2 separate regions of the Mus musculus genome follow, and region 1 is linked to region 2. The links are chromatin contacts, called in public HiChIP or PLAC-seq maps. All regions are on one chromosome and are shown on one strand. Each heading gives the region's core, a stretch centred on a gene start, on an enhancer-like site or on the middle of the called end of the contact. The rest is flanking DNA. Distances are from core to core; before and after follow the strand shown. Region 1 overlaps Nrp2 (neuropilin 2). Region 2 has its middle 24 kb from the start of Gm38137.

Evidence for each region. HiChIP or PLAC-seq counts read pairs in DNA pulled down with a chosen protein or histone mark.
Region 1: an H3K27ac HiChIP or PLAC-seq map of embryonic stem cells shows a contact between it and region 2, with 6 times the contacts expected there. The contact joins two enhancer-like sites. A contact is called at or near these places in 3 of 115 datasets of contacts at active chromatin or transcription factors (all in embryonic stem cells).

The regions. Positions count from the first base shown.
Region 1 is chr1:62,782,015-62,788,988 of GRCm38.p6, reverse strand. It overlaps Nrp2 (neuropilin 2), which reads right to left. Exons shown (of 17, transcript NM_001077404.1): 13 at 5,433-5,695; 14 at 3,848-3,944; 15 at 2,688-2,708. Among named protein-coding and RNA genes, the nearest start is that of 4930487H11Rik, 9.2 kb to the left of the region's middle. Within about 2 kb of position 5,303, at least 42 of the 459 cell types and tissues checked have an H3K27ac peak or open chromatin away from gene starts, as enhancers often do. A contact at or near this core is called in embryonic stem cells, where this site is marked.
Region 2 is chr1:60,836,466-60,842,826 of GRCm38.p6, reverse strand. No RefSeq gene overlaps it. Among named protein-coding and RNA genes, the nearest start is that of Gm38137, 24 kb to the left of the region's middle. Within about 2 kb of position 3,401, at least 4 of the 459 cell types and tissues checked have an H3K27ac peak or open chromatin away from gene starts, as enhancers often do. A contact at or near this core is called in embryonic stem cells, where this site is marked.

The DNA.
Region 1 (6,974 bases), core at 4,054-6,553, 1.9 Mb before region 2:
AAAAAGCACTGAGCAAGAGGAAATAATTCATCACCTTAATTATACGGCTTTTCAGTCTTTTTTCCCCTTTCCCTTTATACACGGTTTTTCATTTGTTAAAGCTCGAACCTTAAGAACAAAGATACGTGACGACACCATGTTTATAGTCACTGCTTATGCAAGCAAGCAAGCAAGCAAGCAAGCAAGCAAGCAAGCAAGCAAAGCAAGCACACCCAAGTTACATTGTTTCAAACATGACTCATATGAGCGACAAAAAGATCTTTCTAAAGAATGGCATGAGGACACAGTGTTTTCAATTCCTCTGCCTCCTCCTTCTCTGTACAGTTTCTCTTCCACACTAAGTCACATCCACGTACACGGTCTACAGGCACATGAAGCGGCAATGCAAGAAGCCAGTTAAAGGCAGAAACCAAAGATACTTCAAACGAAGAAAGATCCAGAGCCCCCATCAGCACAGGTCCAAAGGCCACTTCTGCATTTCCCTGAAGATCCACCCAGAACACACTGCTCTCCTGTAGTGAGTAGGATTACTTCTCCTGCATGACTAGTTTATAATCAAAAGGAACATAACCCGAATCCTATAGGCACAGAAGCAATGCAAATGGTGGTTGTAAGCGGGGTCCCCACATCAGTTCTTGGTAACTTGCCTGCCTGAATCTGATTTTACTCTGATTCTCTGTTTTGAGTAAAAATGCTGATTTTATGTCTTGAGCAAGAGGCTCCTACTGTCCTGCCCATGAAGAGAACAAAAGTCATGTCTCCCAAGTGGAGACCATTTGTTTGAGTAAAGATGGAGACGTGTGAGAAGGTCCCAGGTTCACCTGGCTAGCACCCAGAAGCGTCACAGAACACACGTCAGTGTGGTTGAAACTTCTAATTCGCACTGTGCTCTTGGCTCTCTAATGTTCTTGAGCCAAGTCTCTGCACCCAAAGACCTGGTTGCCTCCTTGTCATGTCTGCATCCGTGAGTCAATGCTTGCAACTGGAGCCCTCTCTGTACAGCCCCAAAGCATCAAGAACATACTGAGAAGTCTTACCTTCGAGCCACTGAGCCCGGTGTTTATTTAGCCTAAGTGCACATTTGCCACTCAGATGAGACTTTATTTTATATATATATATATATATATATATATATATATTTTTTTTTTTAACAGGCGAACAGGGCCTGGGTGTGCAGCCTTGTGCCGCACACAACTTCAAGGAGAGCACGTGCGCTTGGTGTGTTTATTCTCTCAGAGGAGTGAAGCCTTCAGCTGTTGTTCCTGTCAGTCACGCCCAGACATGGGTCGAGCACAGCTTTTATAGCAGTTACTGGCCTTTCAGGGAGCTTTGAGGCTCAACAACCCACAGAGAGTCGGGAGCAGGCTTCTCTTCCCCAGCATAAACCTTAGGCTGCACCAGGAAGGTGAGCGCCAAGCTCTAACAGTCCAAGCTGTTCCGTTTGCACCTTAACTTTCCCTGTCAGGCTTTGCGTTCACAGCTACACCCCAGGGAGCAGCAAGGTGTGCACATGGATGCACAATACTTCCACATGTGGTGGGGGAGCAGGAGAGAGGATAAGAATCAAAACATACACCGGCCAGAGCTCTATTCTACCACTTTCCCCTCCGTATTGATGGTCTTAGAGCTAGGGACGAATGGCAAATTAGGCAGGGCGACTTGGATTCAGGGAGCCTATACAGGTGTCAAGCCAAGGGCTCATCTCTCTCTCTAGTCAGGAACTAGGCAGATGCATGAGAGCGGAGATAAGATATGGAGAATTTGGATATATAAAATGGGGATCTTATTTCTAAAATGCTGTCACCTAGAGGGTCCAGCCTAGGCAGCACAGACAGGGTGTAACAGCTCTCTCACGGCTGGCACCAAACAGGCCCTTGGGACTAAGCACTGGGCGAGGGTCTGTGAACATGCTGCGGTCCACCAACTGCAGAGGAGCACTCAGCACTTAGAGCAGCTACTGAGCTTAAGTATTAGGACTTGGGCAGCATCAGCAGCCAGACTGACTGTGGAGGGCGAGTGTAAACCCGCTGCATTTGAAAAGCACAAATGTACCCTTCGCTCCAGGCTGGGAGCCCTTGCTTCTTTTCTTGGATGAGGCAAGCATCCCAATTTCCCTCTACTTTGCTTTGTTCTCTAGTTGCTTTCTTAGGGAGGAAGTGTCCCTTTCTGTTCCCAGCCATGAGATTCAAGTGCCCTGACTCTAGTCAGAGAATGAACCTCCTTGCTCCCTCTACCAGCTTTGAATTCAGCACCTTTCCCCCTGTTAAGATCACAGCCCTCCTCAGGTTTTTTTTTTTTTTTCCTTCTCCCAACATCTTCACTAGAATGCTGGTACTACGCCTCACTGAGGGTTAATCTTCCCACAGCCTCTCCTTTCTCACCACTCCTGCATTTTCAACCTCATTGCTCCCGAGTGGACAATGCAAGGCTCAAAGGTTTATCTGTAACCTATTTGTCTCTATTATAGGTTTCTAAGCTTTAATTAAATGAGAGACATTGAGGATCTCAATCCCCGGAATCTATGGGTGTCGCTGCCGCCACCTAGTGGTGAGAAAGTGAAGCATTTGTTTTCTCCTGCAAGCTTTGTTAAAATGGGAGTTACTCCCCCCACCAAATTCACATCACATGGAAAGAGAAAAAGCCATGCAAAACAAATGTTCTTTTTTTTTTACCTTTAAAATCCTCACCTGCAAAAGCTGATATGGGTTCTGAAAGAGAAAACAAAAAACAGAAAAAAAGTTGAGTTAGATAGAGAGAAAAGTTAACGAATATGACACAATTGAGTCTGTTAGGCCACTTGGCAATATGCTTCAGAACGTGGCCCACCTCCTGTTTGTTTTCTAGACTCTGCCTACCATCATCACGGGGCTAGGGTAAGCAGAGAGGATGCTCAAGTTGCTTTGGAACAAAAAGTCCTTCACAGAGTAACAGGTCCCCAAGGCACTGTAATCAGCCACTTACCACTGATTACTTTCTCAGACCTGGGATTAGTTTTAGATGCCCAAGCCCTGAGAGTTGCTTGGGGGACTGGGGAAGTCCCAGTTGCTTCTGACATCACTAGGCACAGACACCCAAGGTCCAAGAACAGCACTTGGTAACTTATTACAGCAACTCCGCTGGCTGGGAGCGAGTCCTATTCCTTTTCTGTTTGGGGAAAGATCCACGGCTAGGATGGGAGGTTGTTGGGGTGCCCTTAGGGAAACCCCTGCTTCAGGATGGAGCCTTGGGCAGAAATGTGTGCATTTCAGGAGGGCTGGTTCTTAGCACTTCTGACCAAAGAGATAGTGAGGGGGTCCTCTGGTACGCCATGCTTAATCCTACAAGTCTAGACTCTTGAGCATTAGAAATATTAGCTTGAAAACAAAATGTAACATTTGATTTCTTATGCCGTAATTTTCCCTGCAGTTCATTCATGTGAAAGAATGGCGTGGGTAATTGTGTTAGCATTCTTATATAGCACGGGTAGCACTTTTGCCCACCACTGAAGGCTTCCATTAAATCCATCAACCCTTCCCAGCATGTAATTCTGACTGGCAGGCACTCGTGTCCTCTAGCATTTTCTTTGCTTAAAAACTGGAGTCTGATGATGGGGTCTCGGCACCCCAAATTTTCACATACTTAATGCACATCTATTTCTGTTTGGGAGATGGATATATAAAACCTTCACCTCATGTCTTAGTCTTACCCCTCCCACCCTCAGCCCAAGACTCAACCAAGTCTATACTTCACCTCCTGCACAGACTAGCACAGCCCGACCCTCTGGGAAATGTGAAGACAGCAGTTGCTTCCTTCTGCATATCCCAATGTCTTATTTGAAACAACCGCCAAGAGAGAGGAAGGCACGTACCCATGCAGTTCTCCAGTGGGACATCAGTGCTTATCCGAATGTCATCGATGGAAATCTCTCCCGATCGTCCCTTCCCTATCACTCCCTCGAACACGATCTAGAGCCGGAAGGACAAGAGCCAAGATTAGCTAATCTTCCTGGTTCATCCGGTGTGTGTGTGTTATTGCACCTGGTACATACACATCTGTGGACCACATGGCTCCATCTCTTGAAATCTTAATTTAAGAAGAGTTGGTTCAAATCAATTACACATTTGAGAGGATAAGAAAATGTAACAAGTTGATAGATATTGCTGTCCAGTAACAAGAACATACTGATTAAAAGAACCACAATTGAAGCATCCTTGAGGGAGAGGGGTACTGATATTTCCCTAGCTATTTCAGAGGTTCCTTTCCTGGAAATCCTTCGGGTGCTCAGGGCAGGTATTTGAGAACTCAGAGGACATGAGCAAGTGATGGTAATAAAGGAAACACGGTCCTTAGGTTTGGACGGCCTTCTGCATGACCTCTCCTCACACTCTGACTTAGAGATCTGTTCATATAACAGCAGGGAAATAATTTACTCTTTTATCAACAATTTACTGAGCATCTACTATGTGTTAGGCACACAGATGAGGTAGTAACAAAATCCAGTAAGATACATTTCTGCCTGGAGAAACTCAAACAAAGACAAAAACGGAGACAAAACCTCTAACAGGTTCTTCTAATGCCCCCTGGGACTAAGGTTAATAAATGGGGGGCCCAGGTTGGGGAGTTAGGGTCTCCGGATGCCTTGTAGTCTCAGAAGTGAGTGGCTACAGCCTGCACACTACACTCAGCTCTGTGGTCTTTAACCACTCCTCATTCTCGCCCTCCCCAGGTTCTTTCTGCAAACGAGCACATGTCCTCTGGCAAGCTGAAAGAGCAGTTGGCTGCCTCTCCAGCCATCTGTTGCTGCTCTTCATCTGGGGAGGAGCAGGTTAATGCCTTGGCTGGTTTTCAGCGCCCTCGTCCACAGTGTGTCTACTCTAACCCAAGATGTGGGTACAGATGTGTGGGCCCATCTGTGCCTCTTGCTCCGTGGGACAGAGATAATAGAAGCTGAGAGAGAAGCCACTTGTTTGGGGCTCTCGGGTTTGATGGAGGATGCCTATCCATCTTACGCCCCTTTCTGGATCCGTGCTCTCTGGAGCAGGTCTGGGAAGGCACGGCCACGGCCACCTCCATCCTGAGCCCTCCACTGCCTTGGGGATAGAGGGGACATTTGTGTTTATTTCCCTGGCTTCTGTGTCCTTTTGTCGGCCTACCTGATAGCAATCTAAAATAAAATGGAGAGAAGAAACATTTGTTGGAGAAGATTTCAGCAATATAAAAGGCAATAGGAGGAACAAAGAACCAAGTCTGGGTGTAGAGATAGGCGCATTCTGAATAACAAATAAGTGTCATTTAGTTGCCATGGCAACACAAGAAACACAATGAAAACAGCGGAGCTTAACCACGTCCCTTAATGATGAATGGGCAGGCTCTTTGAAATGTTGGAATGGGGATCACAGTGAGTCCCTTGCCTCTTGCACACACACACACACCCCTTTTCTTCCCTGACTCACCTGATACTCCATGTCATAGCTGGGCAGGATAATGCGCCCGTGCTTCCACTCGCTGCCCTGGTCCTCACGGATGACCCAAAGGAGTTTGCTTTCCTGGCTGGCTTCCCGAACCACCTGCAGTGCCACCCCGTGGCCGCCCATGGCTTGGTACTGGAACTCCATGCACACAGGGCTTCGGGGCAGGTGCACCGGTGGGCTGATGAGCCGCCCGTACTGGCCCTCTCGTCGGCCATCACTCTGCAGTTTCAAGAAGTTCTTGTCATCTGGGGAAGAAGATCCAAACGTGGATGGTAAATGCTTGGGAAATACCCCACTTTGTAACTGTGGCCTCTCCATCAGAAAGATGGACAGGAGTTGGGCTGTTTTCAGTGTTTTGAAATATGTTGGAGCTTGCTATGTAGATCAGGCTGGCCTTGAACTTACAACCTTCTCGATTCTGCCTCTTCAGTGCTATGACCACAGGTGTGTGCCACTATGCTGGGTCTACTGTGCTCTTTTCTTAGGCCCTTTCAGACTCTTGAGTCAAATGCTCATTCTTCTTGAAGCCCTTTCTTCAATCCTTAAGTCACACTGGTTCCCCTTCGGCTCTCTGTGCCATGTCTTTCATATACACCCCCTGGGGTGGTCAGTTTTAAATCCTGGCTGTGTACACACTTGTCTTTTCTCCCTAGAGTGAAGCAGCCTGACCCATGTCTTACTCATCTCTGGCTTACCCAATGGGCCAGTGCAGCCTCCTGAACTGAATTACAGGGGAACAGATTATAGGATGAGGTGGCTGCCAGATTGGAGTGTGACTCTGGTCAGGTATTGTCAGGCTGGGCACTGTCCAAATGGAAGACATTAAAAACCTTCTGTCTCTGCCAGGGTTGCTAGATGGTGCCTAAGCCTCAGTAACTATCATGCAGACACTCAAGTCAACTCTAAGCAGATCAGGGATGGAGTAGCTGGCCATCCCACTTTGTTCCTGGACTTGACTTTCTCAAGCAGCCATTCACATACAGCTCCAGTGGTTAGAAAGGTATGGCCATTGTCATTAACAAAGGCTGTGTCTTCAGCAGAGAATGTATGTGTTCTGGGAAGTCAAGGGTTCACTGTCCAAATGTTTCAAGAATGGCCTTCTTGGCAGACTGGGCTTAAATCCATCTGATACTTATGCAGAAGGCTGAGCTCTTGTTATGGTTGGCAGCACCTTTGCCTCACAGGCACAGGTATGGAGATGGGGAACTCCAGCCTGTGTATAGAGAGCAAACGCTCAGAGGAGGAAGAATTCCCATGATCTTGGGCCCTGAAGCATGGGTCATGGTCTGCTAAACTCCTCTGCAAGCGGGTCAGGGACATATTTTCACTGTGTAACCAACTTAGAATGTGAGCAGGCCAGACACTTCAGGGTCTTGTTAATTTGGTGCTATTTTAGTCTGAGCCACAAGTAGAGGTTCTCAGTCAGTAGGAATGGTGAGTACCTTGGGTTTGCTGGCGTTTCTGGAACAAGCTAGGGTTCCAGAAGCCTGGATCCATGCCCTCTCAGGGAGGGGATCTCAGATT
Region 2 (6,361 bases), core at 2,152-4,651:
TTTAGGCTTGGCAGCATGCTTTATGCTTTTTTTTTAGGATGAATATTTTAAATAATATCATGTGCCAACTCTGAATATCAGCTTCTGCTTCTGTCTCAGAGAAGTTGTGGGCCTTTGCTGCTGTTTTCCTTGCTGCTATATTTTTAAATTAACTAATTACTTAGCTTCACATCCTGACCACAGTTTCTCTTCCCTCCTCTCTTCCAAATCCTTCCCCCACACCTTCTCCATACCATCCACTCCTCCCCTACTGATATCAACACTCCTTGGCATATCACATTGCATTAGGACTATGCACACCTTCTCCTTTTGAGGCTAGAAGAGGCAGCCCAGTTAGAGGAAAGGGCCCCAAAGGCAGGTTAACAGAGTCAGAGACAGCCCCTGTTCCTGCTGTTAGGAGTTCCACTTGAAGACCAAGCTACACAACTGTTACACAAGTGTAGAGGGCCTAGGTCAGTCCCACGCATAGTCTCTGGTTGGTGGTTCAGATTCTGTAAGCTCCTATGGGCTCAGGTTAGTAGATTCTGTAGGTTTTCTTGTAATGTCTTTGACCCTTCTGGCCCCTACAATCCTTCTTCCCCTTCTTTCTCAGGATTCCCCGAGCTCAGCCTAGTGTTTGACTGTGGATCTCTGCATTTGTTTCCATCAGTTGCTGGGTGAAGTCTCTCTGATGATAGTTATACTAGGTTCCTGTCTGCAAGTATAGCAGAGTATCATTAGCAGTGTCAGGGGTGGGCTCCCTCTCATGTCATGGGTCTCAAGCTGGATCCAGCCATTGGTTGGCCATTTCCTCAAATTCCGTTCCAGCTTTACTCCTGTACATCGTGTAAGCAGGACAGATTGTGGGTTGAAGGTTCTGTGGCTGGTTTGGTATCACAGTCCTTCCATTGGAAGTCTTCTCTGGTCACAGGAGATGGCCAGTTCAAGCTCTCCCATTGCTAGGAAATCTTTTTTATAATTTAATTTTCTTTTTTTAATTCACTTTACATCCCACTCATTGCCCCCTTCCCAGTCACCCCCTCCCCTCTTTTCTCTTCTGAGCAGTGGGGGCTCCCACTGAGTATCCCTCCAACCTGGCACTTCAAGTCTCCACACTGAGGCCAGACAAGTAAGCCTAGCTAGTAGAACATAGCCCACATACAGGCAACAGCTTTTGGTATAGTCCCTATTCCAGTTGTTCAGGGCCCATATGACAGTCAAGCTACACATCTGCTACATATGAGTGGGGAGCCCTAGGTCCAGCTGTGTTTGGTTGGTGTTTCAGACTCTGAGAGCCCCAAGGGTCCAGATTAGTTGACTCTGTTGGTCTTCTTGTAGAGTTCCTATCCCCTTCAGGGCCTGCAATCCTTCCTTCTGTTCTTCTGTCAAGAGTCCCCAAGCTCCATCCACTGTTTGGCTGTGGGTGTCTGTATATATCTGAGTCAACTGCTGGGTGGAGCCTCTCAGAAGACAACATGCTCCTGTCTGCAAGCATAACGGAGTATCCTTAGTAGTGTTAGGGATTGGTGCTTGCCCATGGGATGGGTCTCAAGCTGGGCCTGTTATTGGTTGGCCATTTCCTCTGTCTCTGCTCCCTCCTCTGTGCCTGCATTACTTGTAGTAACCCAGTCCCAAAACTACATGCATGGTATGTACTCACTTATAAGTGGATATTAGCCATAAAAAAATGGTACCATGTTACACTCCACAGACCTAAAAAAGGTAAACAAGAAGGAAGGCCCAAACAAGGAAGCTTGAATCTCACTTAGAAGAGGGGATAAACTAGATAAACTCATAAGAGGCAGATGGAGGGAGAGACCTTGGAGAGAGGGGCCTGGGGAGGAGAATGGAGGATTCAGGATCAGGAGGGATGGCTACATGGCCATGAGAATGAATGGAAATCTACATCTGGGATGGGAAGGTGGGGGGAGGCATTTCCAGGATGACACAGAGACCTGGGATAAGTGAGGTACCCAAGAATCAATAGGGGTGACCTTAGCTGTGACTCAGTACACTGGGAATATGAAATCTGAAGAGGTCACCTCCTATAGGCAGACAGAAATACCAGTGAAGTGATAGAGACACCAACCCACCCACAAAACTTTCAACTCAAAATTTATCCTGTCTACAAGCATTGATAGGAATCTTAGCTAGGGTCACATACATTGATTCCTGGGAATTTCCATTCCACTAAGTTTCTAGCTCATCTCGAAGATGCAAAACTCCCCCCTACCCCCAACCCCAACCCCACCCCCACCTCCACTCCCATTCTAGTTGTCTCTCTCAGTTCTCTTTCCTCTGTCCTCTCCAAACATGATCACTTCTGTTCTTACATTTTTAGATGACTTTCCTGGCCTAATTCTGCAAAGTCTGTGTTCACTGTCCTATGACGACATGGGAATCAGTACTAGGTTAACTTTGTAGTCAGCTAACATTTGGGCAGAGGGTTCTTTAAGTACCTTGAATCAATGAATCTCCCAGTGTGTGTGTGTGCGTGTGTGTGTGTGTGTGTGTGTGTGTGTGTGTGTGTAAAAATTACTAAGAATCTCTGTAGCACTATTAGGCAAACAGCAACAAGACAGAGTGACCTCCTAAATTTGATTGTCTTCTATGCAACAATTCTTCATATTTGGGGAGAAATACTTTGTTTCCTTTACAAATATTTATCTAGAAGTTTCTCCTCATTTGTTTTGTTTTTATTTACCTCATGGCCTCTTTGAATTCTACTTACCATGGCGCAAGTAGAAGCCCAAGATTGCAGAGCTTCAAAGTGCCCAGGCTGTCCTGAATGGTGAAAGAGGATGTCTGTCCTACAGAAAGATGCTTCAAAGAGTATTCTGTGAGCTTTGCAGAGGTCCTGGGAACTTCTAGCATCTGCTGCTTCATGTGGGAACCCCCAAAGTACACTCTTAAGTCAGCTTTTTCTCCTTCCCTGTCTCAGTCTCCCAAATAAACTCAGGGCTTTGTAGCCCCCCCCCCCCTTACACACACACACACACAAACTACATGCTTGCCCCAGGCTCTCCGTCAAAGAAGACCCAAACTGAGGCAGTTATTGGTCCTGGTGAACTGCATCCAGGTGTGGGCTTGGTGACTTAGTGTGGGGCTTCGCTTCACCATATTGGCTGAATTTCAATCAATGCTGGATACATTCAGTAGGAACAACTGTCATTTCTGTGCATCCCAGCATAGAAAGAGAATGGGTTAAGATGCTGTGACTTCTATGACAGAAAAAATAACTGTCAACTGATGAACCTGGGTGGGAACAAAACAAAACAGGTCACCTCTGTATGCCACCGTTTCTATGCTTTTTAAACACATTAAAAAAAAAAAACTGGAAAATTAGATTCATTTGTACCCAGTTCAGTCTGGAATCAACTGAGATGAGTCAATCTCTTCCTTGGTCAAGACCTTGAGCATCCACAGGGAGGGCTACAGGATCCCAAGGACAGCAGTGAGTCACCATTACAGAGTACTAACCAAGCTGGGTACTTTGCATGCATTTGCCCACAAAGCCCTTTCCACAACTCTTTCAAGCTGAGATTCTCTTGCTAATGAATTGCCACCTGATGGGAACATGAGTCTGAGCCCTCCTTTATCAGATGCCAGAAGTCTGTGGTGTTTGTCTCAATTGAATTTAGATGTGCAGACCAAAAATTCCCAAATGTACTTTTTATAGAAAATCTCATTTGCAGCATCCTTCTGTTTGGAGAATCTTGTTGCTATTCCAAGCAGCCATAAGATTCATTAGCCACTGGGAGCCATAGTCACCATCACCACATGCTCAAAGAAAAGCTCTTACCTCACAGTTTCTATCAAGAGGCCAGGAACCACTCGAGGGCTTTATCTTACCACCTCACATGCAGGTAAGGGTTGGCTCATCAACTAGCAAACAACAACAACAACCAAACAAACCTTTATGGCTATTGCTAGGCAAAAGTCTGGTCTATCTTATGACAGAGTTGATGAATGTACAATGAGCCTCCCTGACTCAGAGACCAACTAGGGCTCTCACAAAAATTGAATTAAAAAATATTGACAAGTGGTAGATCTTTTCTCTGAGCTATGATTTATAATTGGCAGCGAACAGGCTATAGTGCCAATTTATTCTCATCATTTGTTGAGAGAGGTCACCTCTGAGCTGGGTACTGTGTCACAAGCAGGCTCTAGTTTTTAAGTATTTTCCTGGTGCCTAGAACCTCACTCCTGCTGTATGTTACCTCATCTTTTACAGAAGGGAAGTAATGCTCTCTGCTGTCCTCATTTTACAGACTAAGAATCAGCCCTACAGAGACGATGCTTTGTCTGGCCTAGTGTTGAATATATGAATAACTTCACGAGTGAGCCAATGATTATGAAAATTAATGAATTCATAATTAAATTAATGAAGTAAATGAAGGGTAGGTTGGACTGTTCTAGACTTGACCTAGTAATTAATGATTTCACTCTCACCATAATAATAATTGAGTTTGCCCTCTCATTATTGCTACATACCAAACCAGTATTTCCCTGAGTGTGGATCTAACCACTCATAATTTTAGAACACATAATTTTCTTGTCTGCAAATTATGCTTCTTAATGTAGAGACCTTTGACCCAGCTATAGCTATTATGTTTGTCTGCCCCTTTCTACTATTTATAAGTTCTTTGAACTTGAAATGAACTTTGACTTTCAAGCTTATTGTTTCCATGTTTTTCATTATGAAAATGATATGAGCCTAGAACATTTTATGGAACCAAAAATAATAGTAATAACTCTTCATAGATATACATGATATCTCTTTTGAGAAACAGCCTTAGTGAGTGCCCAGAGACACGATATTTCCTAGCTGTGTTTTCTCGACACGTTGATCCATTGCAGGCATTACTACATCTATGATTCTGTTGCTCTTATCCTATGGTCTTGAAAAGGATTTGAGTCCCCTGTAGTCTCTTTCCCCCCAACTTTGAAGTGTAAGGTCTCACTGGCTTACTCCATCCTTACTCACTTGGCTTCTCCATCCTTCTGCTTCAGTCTCCAAGGTATCTAGAATTACAGGTAACCTTTTTAAAAAAATATAATTTTATGACAGCCTTCCCCCTGCCAAGATACTTGCTGCATGATTATCTTAGAAATGACCTGTATGTCTAACACTTAAAGACATAGTTAAGTACATTTATTTGATAATATTCAGTGCAAAGTCTTTTCAAAACATAGAGTTATTTCTTCAGGATGTAGAGATGTGCAAACTTCAGAGTCAGGAGCCCCACCCCTATGGCCTCTGACTATTAAATATAATCTTAAGTCTAATGATTTTGGTTGCGAGCCATGAGTTTATTTCTTCACTAAGAGTTTGTTTATTTTACATTCGCTTATGCATGCTACTTTGAAAAGACAGTCCATTTCACTACGATCTCTTTCAATTCCAAGACCTGCCTTCTGAAGAACCAGCTCACCAGTTTCCCCACGCTTATGACAGCAAGCAAAGTTACACAGTTCCAAAACGCACCAAGGGGTCTGGGGAGATGGCTCTGTGGGTAGAGTGCTTGCCACATGCACACAAAGACTCAAGTTCAAATCTCCAGAACAGGCACAAAGCTGTACACAGTAACACAAGAGCCGGTCCCAGAGCTCCTTTGGCTAGGTGGGTGGTAGAGACAGGAGGAGCTAAAGACCTTGTCTCAAACAAGGTTAAAGACAAGGACCAACACCCAAGGTTGTCCTCTGACTTCTGCATGCACACAGTGGCATGCAGGAGCCACAGACACTAACCCCTACACACACACACACACACACACACACACACACTCTTCACATGAACAGTAAGATAATTTATGCAAAGTACTTAGGATGCTGCTTAACAATAATAGCTTTTCATTTATTTATTTATTTTTTTAATATTTACTTATTTATTTATTTATTATATGTAAGTACACTGTCGCTGTCTTCAGACACCCCAGAAGAGGGAGTCAGATCACGTTACAGATGGTTGTGAGCCACCATGTGGTTCTGGGATTTGAACTCCGGACCTTCGGAAGAGCAGTCGGGTGCTCTTACCCACTGAGCCATTTCTCCAGCCCCAGCTTTTCATTTATTTCTGAACTATTTTCAAAGAATTCTGTCTTCCCTGTGCAAGTGTTTCACATAGTTCAACGCTTTGTGGAGTTGCACCATATTTGCACATTATTTGAGGGAATTTAGCTTTGTACTAAAGGTTAATTTATTTTCAGACTTCATTTTGTGTGGGTCAAAAACTTTTGTAGTTATTATCCGAGTTTCTGTGCTGCTGTTGTCATTCCTAGGTGATCTATAGATTTATTTTCCTTCTCAACCATTTTTAAGAACTTGCTGAGCTGTGTAGACAGTCTCTTTTTGTGCTATTGAAAGCTAATTTTTTTATTGT